Regions from separate parts of the Mus musculus genome. Here all the other regions are linked to region 3. A link is a contact called in public HiChIP or PLAC-seq data. All regions are on one chromosome and are shown on one strand. Each heading gives the region's core, a stretch centred on a gene start, on an enhancer-like site or on the middle of the called end of the contact. The rest is flanking DNA. Distances are from core to core; before and after follow the strand shown.

Evidence for each region. HiChIP or PLAC-seq counts read pairs in DNA pulled down with a chosen protein or histone mark.
Region 1: an H3K4me3 HiChIP or PLAC-seq map of bone marrow-derived macrophages shows a contact between it and region 3, with 2.5 times the contacts expected there. The contact joins two enhancer-like sites. A contact is called at or near these places in 1 of 115 datasets of contacts at active chromatin or transcription factors (bone marrow-derived macrophages) and 3 of 9 other capture datasets (adipose tissue, liver and pancreatic islet).
Region 2: a contact with region 3 is called in a BATF HiChIP or PLAC-seq map of CD8 T cells, with 11 read pairs. The contact joins two enhancer-like sites. A contact is called at or near these places in 1 of 39 promoter capture datasets (liver), 4 of 15 datasets of contacts at CTCF or cohesin (CD8 T cells, the G1E-ER4 cell line, the NIH/3T3 cell line and 1 more), 74 of 484 Hi-C or Micro-C datasets (the AML12 cell line, the AtT-20 cell line, B cells and 52 more), 15 of 115 datasets of contacts at active chromatin or transcription factors (CD8 T cells, the HPC-7 cell line, bone marrow-derived dendritic cells and 10 more) and 3 of 9 other capture datasets (adipose tissue, liver and pancreatic islet).
Region 4: an H3K27ac HiChIP or PLAC-seq map of microglia shows a contact between it and region 3, with 3 times the contacts expected there. The contact joins two enhancer-like sites. A contact is called at or near these places in 2 of 39 promoter capture datasets (neutrophils and pre-B cells), 10 of 484 Hi-C or Micro-C datasets (CD4 T cells, CD8 T cells, the G1E-ER4 cell line and 4 more), 8 of 115 datasets of contacts at active chromatin or transcription factors (CD8 T cells, the HPC-7 cell line, bone marrow-derived macrophages and 5 more) and 3 of 9 other capture datasets (adipose tissue, liver and pancreatic islet).

What each region holds. Positions count from the first base shown.
Region 1 is chr3:60,630,156-60,632,855 of GRCm38.p6, reverse strand. No RefSeq gene overlaps it. Among named protein-coding and RNA genes, the nearest start is that of Mbnl1, 130 kb to the right of the region's middle. Within about 2 kb of position 1,440, at least 17 of the 459 cell types and tissues checked have an H3K27ac peak or open chromatin away from gene starts, as enhancers often do. A contact at or near this core is called in bone marrow-derived macrophages, where this site is marked.
Region 2 is chr3:60,601,990-60,604,689 of GRCm38.p6, reverse strand. It overlaps Mbnl1 (muscleblind like splicing factor 1), which reads right to left. Exons shown (of 10, transcript NM_020007.4): 4 at 796-996. Among named protein-coding and RNA genes, the nearest start is that of Mbnl1, 100 kb to the right of the region's middle. Within about 2 kb of position 1,414, at least 84 of the 459 cell types and tissues checked have an H3K27ac peak or open chromatin away from gene starts, as enhancers often do. A contact at or near this core is called in CD8 T cells, the CH12 cell line and long-term hematopoietic stem cells, where this site is marked.
Region 3 is chr3:60,535,951-60,538,650 of GRCm38.p6, reverse strand. All of the region lies in intron 2 of Mbnl1 (muscleblind like splicing factor 1), which reads right to left. Among named protein-coding and RNA genes, the nearest start is that of Mbnl1, 36 kb to the right of the region's middle. Within about 2 kb of position 1,435, at least 44 of the 459 cell types and tissues checked have an H3K27ac peak or open chromatin away from gene starts, as enhancers often do. A contact at or near this core is called in CD8 T cells, the CH12 cell line, bone marrow-derived macrophages and 2 more, where this site is marked.
Region 4 is chr3:60,468,242-60,470,941 of GRCm38.p6, reverse strand. No RefSeq gene overlaps it. Among named protein-coding and RNA genes, the nearest start is that of Mbnl1, 32 kb to the left of the region's middle. Within about 2 kb of position 1,346, at least 51 of the 459 cell types and tissues checked have an H3K27ac peak or open chromatin away from gene starts, as enhancers often do. A contact at or near this core is called in bone marrow-derived macrophages and microglia, where this site is marked.

The DNA of each region.
Region 1 (2,700 bases), core at 191-2,690, 94 kb before region 3:
AAACATCATGTTCATGTTAGTTCTGTGGCTTTTGGGCTTTTGAACTTACATGGCTCAAAAGATATAATTTACCACTAGGATCAGTATCTAAATAAAGGTTAAGTTAAATAAATATGAGTTGGGAGAGAAAGTGGATGGGGGAGGGGAGGGGAAGAGAGGGGAACCTGATCTGGTACTGGGTGAGGGCAAAGGACTGAAGCTCTGAGTGCCAGCAGAAAGAATGGAAACAGGTAACCTAGGAAGATAGGAGGTGGGTGGGGGGGGGGCTCCAGAGACCTGGGAGGTGAGAGACTCTCAGGACTCAAAGGGAGGGACCTTAGATGAAATGCCTGACAGTAGGGAGAGGGGACTTATAGAACCCACCTCCAGCAGGAAGACTAGGCATCAAATGAGGTGGGGCCCATCCTACAGTCAAAACTCTAACCGATAATTGTTCCTGTCTGAAAGAATTACAGGGATGGAAATGGAGAGGAGCCTGAGGAAAAGGTCCAGCAACAGGCACAAAGTGGGATCCAGCTCAAGGGGAGATCCCAAGGCCTGACACTATTACTGTGGCTATGGAGTACTCACAAAAAGGGACCTAGCATGACCATACACTGGAAGACTGAACAAGCGGCTGAAAAAGTCAGATGCAGATATTTGCACCCAACCAATTAGGGAAGGCTGAGAGAAGCTGAGGAGAAGGGCAACCCTGAGGAGGACCAGCAGCCTCAATTAATCTTGACTCAGAGATCTCTCAAACACTGTACCACCACTGATATGAGGCCCCCAACACACGTACAGTAGAGGACTGCCGGGTCTATGTTCATTCAGAAATGATGCACCTAACTCTCAAGAGGCCGGACGGAGGACCCAGGGAGTTTAGAGGTCAGGTGGGGTGGGGGGTTGGGACATCCACGTGGAGACTGGGGACTGTGGAGATCTATGGGATGTGGAACAGTCAGAGGGTAGACAGGGGTGGGAATAAATTATGGAGTGTAAAAAAATAATAAAAATTGTAAAAAATGTAAAAAAAATTTATGTAAAAACATAAGTGAGTTGATTTGTATATATATCTCATCTTAAATCTTAAAGAAATTCCTTTGGCAAATGAAAATACAAGGTTCTTTATGATGTATAGTGTTTAGATTTATAAATGGAAGGTTAAACTCTGTGTGCTTTTGGCCCTAGGCATGAGTTATTTGCTGTTTTAACATCCTGTTTCAAAAACAATAAAGCAGTAATGTCTCTATGAAGGCAGTCTTTATAGCTGATTTCATTGAAGGAAATGTGTGCACTTTCTTAAATCTCAGCCAGTGAGATCCTAGAGGCAAAGTCCCCTCTTTCCTCTGGCCCTTAATTTTCTCTTTTTCTACCATGTCATCAGAAGTGAGGTGAATGCTCCTGGGTTCTGTGGCACTTATTACTGACAGGGAGATGAGTCAGCATTCAACAGCAAAGACAGCACACAGAGTATGATGTCATGGTCACATTATGTTCATTTTACTTCATTCAAGCCTCTGCTCAATGTCACCTCTGAGAACACTAGCTCTTGTGCCCGAGTTACCATACTTACCTGCTAGCAAGTCAGCCCAAGCTATTTTGTATTGTTGACTTTTTGTTAGAATTACCGTAAGTAGATATAGCTAATACTGATGAAGGTATCTTTTTAAGAAGGGTAAAGGGGAAGGGCAAATCATAAACCAAGTCCCTTGGATGAGTGATGAAGTAATGGATATATCAAATGAGCTTGTTTTCCTCGTATGTGTAAGAAAGAGTTGGTACCTCGCAGAGGGTCCCGCTCCGTGAGCTGAGGACTTCTGTAGTAATAACTTCTTCTAAAGGACGTGTTTAGAAGGAAAAACATTATATGCGGTATTTTTCAGGTGCATTTAATTGTTTCAATAGAGCACAGCTTCATGTGGAGTAATGTCAATGTTACAGTGGATTGTTGTGGTAGTATTTTCATCAATTAAAAGCATCTGAAATAGAGTTTGGAGATACAGCTCAATGGTTAGCAGGGCCTGAGTGCAGTTTCTAGTACCCGCAATTGCCTGGAACTACAGCTCCAAGAGATCTGGCATCCTCTTCTGGCTTTCAGTCATCCACACACATGTGGCATATACTCATACAGTCAGGCAAACATGTATGTAAGTAAAATACTAAAAGCGAATCTGTAACAGAAAGACTGAGGATACCTGATGAACTACAAGACTAGTTCTTTATGGTATTCAAAACAACTGTAAAGCTTTCTCATTTGTATGAATGCCATGCACAATGGTGGCATATGTTAAGAATAACATAAATGTCCGACAGAACTCAAACAGTAATGGAACTGTTATCTATAACTCGTACCAATAATAATACATTCATCATCATTATTATTCTTTGTAATAAGTTTTAGAAATTCGAAGGTATCAACTTTCAAGAGAGAAGTTTGCAGCCTTTGACAAATACTAAAAGCCAAAGTGAACACATAATAAAATGAAATGAGGAAACTTTGTTCTTTACACCTACCAGGTATGGGATACCAGGTATCACCAGCTATTCGACTTCAAGTTATAGTTCATTCAAATACAGTCAGTCACATAATCACACACACACACACACACACACACACACACACACACACAAGTTATGCAGGATATGGCTTAGCCAGATGTATAACCACTGTGCCCCTTTGAATTGAGTGCAATCATTTATCTTATTAATGGGACGATC
Region 2 (2,700 bases), core at 165-2,664, 66 kb before region 3:
CCTGTAATTAGTACACCCAGGCCATCTCAGCCCCAAGTCCGTCCTAAGCAGACAGACAGGAGAGGCAACTCAGTTTTTACTTACTAGGCCATTTTTCTACAGAAACTGTTTATCAAGGCTGTTAATTCATGCCATGCTAAAATTCTGAATAGTAATGTCATACTAGAACTTTATCTCTAATTTCCTTTTCAGTCACAACAGTAAAGTGTGTGCGTCTGCTTATCCTCCGCCCCAAGACAATGACAATCATGTGACAGCCTACTAAAAACGCTTTTATCAGGGTGCGTTTCATAAAACCACCCGCCTGCCTCAATGGAAGTACTTCAGAGGTTATGACAACATCTGCAGAGAGTTTTGTAATAGTTCGTGCACAGCAGCCAATGTGTTCCTGTTTATGAGATCCTCTGGACTTCAGTCATTTATTTGTTCACTCCAATAATCATTATATTGTGTTGATGACTACAAGAAACATTCAAGAAGCAACTGTTCTGGGCCAAACATTTTTTCTAACTCTTTGAGGTTTGAGCATTAGCATCATGTGCAAGATTTTAAGGATACTAAGACAAAGTGGAGAAACAGACACGCTGATCCCAGTTCCAAGCCCTCCCTGAGGAACCTAGACATAGATGCTGACTGATTTTGTAATTGTTGCATTAACCAAAACAGCATAACCATATTCTAGCAAACTTGCACAAACACTGAACCAAGACATGTTCATTCAGTTTAAAGTCACTCTGGCTACAAACACTTGAAGAACTGTAATGGAAACTATGAAGGTTCAACTCTTTATCCTACCTCCAGTCTGTCTGTCCGCATTAACTTCTGTGCAGCAGCTGCGGCAGCTGCTGGCACTGGAACTCCAGGATTCCCCGTGACCAACATTGGTGCAGTCGGCAAGATCTCTGCTGGAACCAGGCTTGGGGAAACAGGCCCCAGGTAAGGGTTAAAGGCTGCTGATGCACTGGTGGCTAAGCTTGGTGCAACTGAAAACATTGGCTGCAAATTGAAACAAAAAGCAAAACTTAATGGCAAGTCTCCATTCCAAATTGATACTCTACTTACAGAGTTATCATTTATTCTTCATCTATCATTCATTCTTTCTTCCTTAACTTCTATTTAATTCTGTCTTTAATTTAGTCTAAGAAGATTTCAGTATACTGATATTTGCTAAGTCATTGTTTTTCTCCAAATCTAGCAGGCAGAATATGCATTCATATCTCCAGAGGGGGTTCGAAGATTGGCATCTAGAATACTTGTGGTTTAACGTCTTAAATATCTTAGTACAGACACTTGTTTGTGCTCACCCAGTCTCCACCTTTGTGACTCAATCCTAGAAATGTGTCTGAGAAACACACTGTGTAACTGCTGTCAGATATAGTGGAAAGGTCTGTTCTCAAGTGTTAACAGGATATAAGTGCCTATCATCTGAGCAGACACAGATGTCCCAGGGGATCACAGAGCCCCACAGCCAGCACATTGACCAAATCTGTGGGCTGTGAGAGGTGATGATTACACTGTCTTTTGAGCACAGAAGAGATAGCATTTGGCCTGGTCACTTGATGTCGGTTTCTCAGAAGAAAGGTTCAGTGTTCTACAAGCCCATCCCATACTTGTGGGGCACTCAGCAATGGAAATTAACCTTCTCCAGAAAATGTCTGGAATGTGAAGCCTGACAGAACATTTCCCAGGAAATGCCACAGAATTATTAAAAAACATGGGATGGGCTGTCAGCGGGCAGGACACACTGGGGTGATGCTACTGCATTCAATGGAGAGAAGCCAGGGATCTACTATGTGTAAATGGCATTCTTTAATATGAGAGCATAAGGTCCCAAAGGACTATACCATGGTTGAGCATCCATCCTACATGACAGCTCTGCATTGTGTACACATCTGTACTAAGAACAATATGAACGATAGACTATTTAATGTATACATTGATTCACTGGGAAAAATTTATAACATAGCATAGCTCACACTGATACATTCACCCTAACATAGCTAGTCCTCCAAGCATGTGCTTTGAACACCATGTTTAATTACTCTGACAGGTCTGTGGCCCTTGACTAATGAAGTAGCCTAGAATAAGTCTTTCCATTTCAAACCTCAAGCCTATTCCAATGCGAAGCAGCTGCCCTCAGGAAATACAAAAATTCCATGTGTATTATGAAGAAGGATCCATGTGTAAAACTGGGTCCAGTGGCATTTGTCTCTCCACAAAACCCTGAACAGCAGCTAACTTCAGGCTTTCCCTTTGTGTGCTAGAGGCCAGGGCAGCACCATGACAGGGTCAGTCCTGCATGGTGATCATGCATTAAACTTCTGTCCAAGAACATTCTAGGCAAATGTGTGTTCTGTTGCACACAGTCAGATACAGGGTATGGAATCTCAGACCACATAGAAGAATTGTTATAAATTTAGCAGAGTCCTAAAAGATTGAAAGCTAATTAATATCCTTTCTCTTTGCATTCATAGCTGTAAATTAAAATGAGTTCCAAGAAAGCCCACTTGATACTTACTATAGCAAGCTACTGAAATGTTTATGTCACTGTATACTATAGGAATTACTTAAGGCAAATGCCTTCATAAAGACATTCAGGATGAAGAAATTTTTCCCTGACTTGACACAATAATGACAGCACACCAATAAAATCAGCCTCGTTAAATCTCACCAAGTTAAATACAGTGAAAACCTACATAT
Region 3 (2,700 bases), core at 186-2,685:
AAATAGTCATTTCTGTTTCTCTGGGTCAGTGGGAGTTACTCACCAACCCCCAATTCTCTGACTGTCATGATATTAAATAATAAAGTCAAGGAATTTGAAGTCAGCTAAAAATACTGATTTTAATATATGAAACCAAATATTAGAATAAGGAAAACCAGATTTACATATGGACTTTTTTTTCATTTGTCTTATGTTTTTCATTTGCATCATGAACACAAAACAAACCCAAATGGGGAAAAAAAAAGAGAGAGAGAGAGAGTCAAATTCTCAGGAACAGATCTGTGCTAAACAGAAACGAAGTGTCAGACGACTCCTGATATCATGGAAATGCATTGTCACCAAAATATATTATCATAAAAAAGATCAGGAGAAGCAATTCAAAGATTTTTCCCAAAAGAAAAGTCTTGAAATATATTAGAATAATTTGATGGAGCCTAGACTCCAGCTGGCTAGCATAAGCTGCAAGCCTGACCCGCCAGCTCTGGGTTCGGCTGTGCCTGGGATGCCAGGCACGAGCACTTCTGCTGCTTCATTTCAGGCTCCAGGTCTGTGGTCCAGTCCTGTGGTTAGCAAGATAGCCCATTACCCACTAAGAAGCATCATAACCTAGAATAATTTGAAGGTATGTGTAAATTTGTTTAGATCTTATATTAGAAGATATTTGATTTAAATGTTGATAAAACTCATGCATGTCCCCAATGTAATACAAATTACATCGCATAGTGTCTCATAAAACTGAAGAAGAGCATTTGTTTAGAAATTTTCTAGTAGTAACATAGGAGGAACTGCATGATCAAAAGTTAAACCTTTGTAATCCTTAAAAAATATCATGGTTCTAGAACATGATCAACAATGAAGTAAAAACATTGGGTCCAACCAACCCTTGGTCTTTTCCCAAGAGTCAAGAAGAAATGACAGATTTCAGTATCCTTAGTGGGGATAATTGAAGTTATACCTTTTGCTATGATGAAATAACAAGTATACAGGACCTTGTAAGAAGGATTATCTCACAAAACCAAATGGCATTAGAAGTAAACTCAACTTTGGATTCATTTTCTAGTATGCAAAGAGTAAAGAAAATAGAAACGCTATATAGAAGCAGTTAGTTGAATTTATAATTTTAGGCATTTTACAGGACAGAGGCAAAGGGCATTAGGGGAAAACAGGAAGCAAGAATTGTTATACTAGATACAGCATCCAAATGGAATATAAAATGTTTGTTAGAGGCTGACCTGTGTAAATCACACACACACAAACACACACACACACACACACACACACACACACACACACACACACACACACACTTTAACTGAATATGATACTAAAGAAAACCAACCAGTGATCAGAAAGCTAAAGTGAAAGTGAGACTGGCATGTTCCCCATTTGGCGTATGGTAAATCTGTTGCTGACTTGTGACTAAATCTGGTTTTCAGAAGCCCACAGCTGATCTACCAGAATCCACTGCTTAACTGGACGCTGAGAGCAAATGTGATTCATTACACTGATACACTTATCACACTTATATGAAAGGTGCTTCTGAGATGCATTGATTGTCTATTACATGCTACATTTTTTAAAAGTCCCAATTGTATTACCCAAAATATTTTATGGGGTCAATTTAATTATTGATTTACACTCCTAATGCTTATAAATGGTAAGGGAAAGGTCATGTTTTCAGTATTCTGCATTAGGAAGAAAAACTCACAAATCTGATTAAAGACAAAAATCAATCCATAATATTGCTGTCTAGCTTGTAAAATGATTCAGACAATCTCATTAGTCAAATCAATGTATTTTTCAGTCCAACAGTACAGACTGAGAACAGATTATACATATATGATTTTTGTCACTGTGCTACTCCAACTTACTTAAATATGTTCAATTAAAATATTTTTAGCATTTTATGTTCATGACTGTTTTCATAGCTTGGACACTGTCTTCCAAATCATTATTTCTTCAATATATAATATATGACCTACCTGTTGTGATGGGATTAACTGGTTATTTTAATCATACAAATGGAGGAAAGCTTGGGCATGAGGAGAGAGTTAACTTATTTTCATAATGTTGTATACTCTACCCAGCTTGACATCCAACACAAGTCAAAGGGTATCTATTTGCAGCCATCCTGTGCTAATCACTTGGGTAGGATATTTTACAGGTGACTATGGCATATCCTTTGCTTTTATAAGTTTCCAGACAGGACTGAGTTAAAAACCTCACAGAGATAGTTAGTGGAAGAACAGAAAGTTTTGCCGTGTCTCTCTTTTGCCGAATTTTATACAGTAAAATAACACAATAAAAGTACCACTCCATTTTTAAATTACTGATATTGTTTTCAGGGCTGACCATTTAGTATTACATAACCAATTGGTACCTTCTCTCGGGTAGATTATTTCTTCTGTTCTAAGCAGACCTGAATGTATATACACACAAGTAAAAGGTACTATTATACAGACTACATATGTCATGTTTATGTATTTAGGAACACACTTATATACAAAGACACATTAATGACAGTAAAAGAAAAGGAGGCCATGAATTTACACAGGGAGTGAGACATATGAGCAGGTCTGGAGATAGGAAGAAGAGGGGGCAGCTATATGACTATATTTCAAAAATTATATTTTAAAATGTTTAAAATATTTCTAGAGTGTAGCAATACTACCTGGATTTTCAAAAATGTAAATGAAGAAA
Region 4 (2,700 bases), core at 97-2,596, 68 kb after region 3:
ATTATGTGTGGCCTTGTTAGAGGAAGTGTGTCACTGTGGGGGTGGGCTTTGATATCTCCTATGCTCAAGCTATACTTAGTGTGGCACACAGTCTCCTGTTGCCTGTGGATCAAGATGTAGAACTCTCAGCTTCTTCTCTAGCATCATGTCTGTCTGCTTGCATGCTGCGATGCTTCCCACCATGAAAATAATGGACTGTAAACCTCTGAACTATAAGCCAGTCCCAACCAAATGTTTTCCTTTACAAGAGTTGCCATGGTCATGGTGTCTCTTTACAGCATAAAACCCTAACTAAAACAGATATATAATTTTAAGTTGCCAGAATTCTGTGCATGATGAAATCCCATGCCAGACTCCCTCTATGTGCCTAGTGGACCCACATTGTGCGCACTACCTACCCACAGTCAATTATTATCTACTTTGGTTCTTAGTAGCCCTGCCACACTGTCTTAGGACCTGTACTCAAGTAACCCTGTTTTACTTGATAACGACCCCAACATTCTAGAATAGTGATGCTCTACCCACTTTAATGTACCAAGAGAAGCCATGAAGGACTCCCTCAAAAGGAAAAGGCGAACACTCTTGGCAATTCAAGAAGAAAATAGATCTCATGGTGATGTAATTAATGTTCATGGTAAGGACACAGAAAACACTCACTGGCATAAGTAGGGTTTGGTGCCAATTGTTCTCATGCTTCTACTGTGAGAAAATCTTGAAATATTACCATTTTAGATAATGGGTGGACCACAGAAGTTACGTCTCTTTCCTGACATCAGTACTCTGTCTCTTCTGTCTAGAAGATGAGCATTTATGCTTCTGTGCATTTATTTTGGTGACTATGCTTGAGGTTTTGCCAGCTTCCCAACTTTTGCTCTGGCTAACTAATCCAGCCTACTGCTCTCTTTTTCTTCATCTGAATTTTTTGAGGTAATTACCAACACTGTTTCCTCGTGTCTTTCTTCTATGTTTGTATCAAATGTAACATAGATTTCACCATTTTAGCATGTTATCTGTACCTTCTGAAGCCATCAAGTGCATCCACATTTTTGGAACCTTTAGCTCTTAGCCTTCAGGACTTTCTCATCTATGAACACTGAACAACAACCTGCCCTCCCTGTGCTCCCTAGCAACCACTATTCTATTTCCAGGACTTGACTATTCTAGGTACTATACATAAATGGACTCACATGGTCTTTGCTCTCCTGTGTCTGGTTTATTTCATTTAGGTTCATAAGTGTCTAGCCTCTGTCCAAGTTACCTTCTTTTCTCAAGTTTGGCCAGAGTTCTGCTGTGTGAATATGCCACATTTTGTTCATCTGTCAGGGGACAGTGGGTTGTTTCTTCCCTTGGGGGGTTATGGAGGGTGCTGACCTACACATTGTTGTGCAAGTATCTGGTTGAGCCTCTGCTTCCAGTTCTTTTTGATACACACACACACACACACACACACACACACACACACACACACACACAAAATGATACATCCTCTATTGCCACGGTTAATGTTGGGAGGAAGTGGAACACTATTAAGTTTATTCGTGTCACACTGTCCTTCTGCATTTGTATTCTTGCTTCCTCTTATTCACCAAGTCTCCTTGTTAGTCAGGAAATGAGCTCTGTCACCAAACTGCAAACACATTAAAGGCTTCTCTTGCCATCACTTTTCAGCACATGCCCTCTACTGACCACTTCCTCTCCCTGGAAGTTGAGTTTCCATTCTGGGCTTCCTCCTCGCCTTCTCTGATTTTCTCATAGGAGCTTCTAGCTGTGTAAATGTTAGATACTGCTTTTTCTCATAATTTAGTCTGATAAATTGTCTCATCACACTGTATTTTCAACATGTTTCTACTTGAAGTTTCCATTAGCAAATAGTAACCAATTCTTAATCTTTCCCTTCAGAATGCATGTTTTCCTGGAGAAGTTTTGATGATACATCCTCTATTGCCACGGTTAATGTTGGGAGGAAGTGGAACACTATTAAGTTTATTCGTGTCACACTGTCCTTCTGCATTTGTATTCTTGCTTCCTCTTATTCACCAAGTCTCCTTGTTAGTCAGGAAATGAGCTCTGTCACCAAACTGCAAACACATTAAAGGCTTCTCTTGCCATCACTTTTCAGCACATGCCCTCTACTGACCACTTCCTCTCCCTGGAAGTTGAGTTTCCATTCTGGGCTTCCTCCTCGCCTTCTCTGATTTTCTCATAGGAGCTTCTAGCTGTGTAAATGTTAGATACTGCTTTTTCTCATAATTTAGTCTGATAAATTGTCTCATCACACTGTATTTTCAACATGTTTCTACTTGAAGTTTCCATTAGCAAATAGTAACCAATTCTTAATCTTTCCCTTCAGAATGCATGTTTTCCTGGAGAAGTTTTGATGTTACAAAGTCCTAGGTGTTTCCATGTAATGTGGAAGAAAATAAAATCAAAGATCTGCTTCTATTATTCATTAAGCAAGGCAACCATTATTTCTGTGACATTTCCTCATCTGTAAGGGGGGCCTTAAATATTCACCTAAAAATATTATTGGAAGGTTACAAAACAAAAGGTACGTTCTTAAGGATTGTAATATAACATAAAGACAAAAAGTCCACTCAAATTCTCTCCATTGTTTTGCTACCCATGATGTAAGTTGTGTGATCAATTGGATATGCATATCTTGGTTTTAGCCATACCACTCAGAGCATAACCTATGTTGTG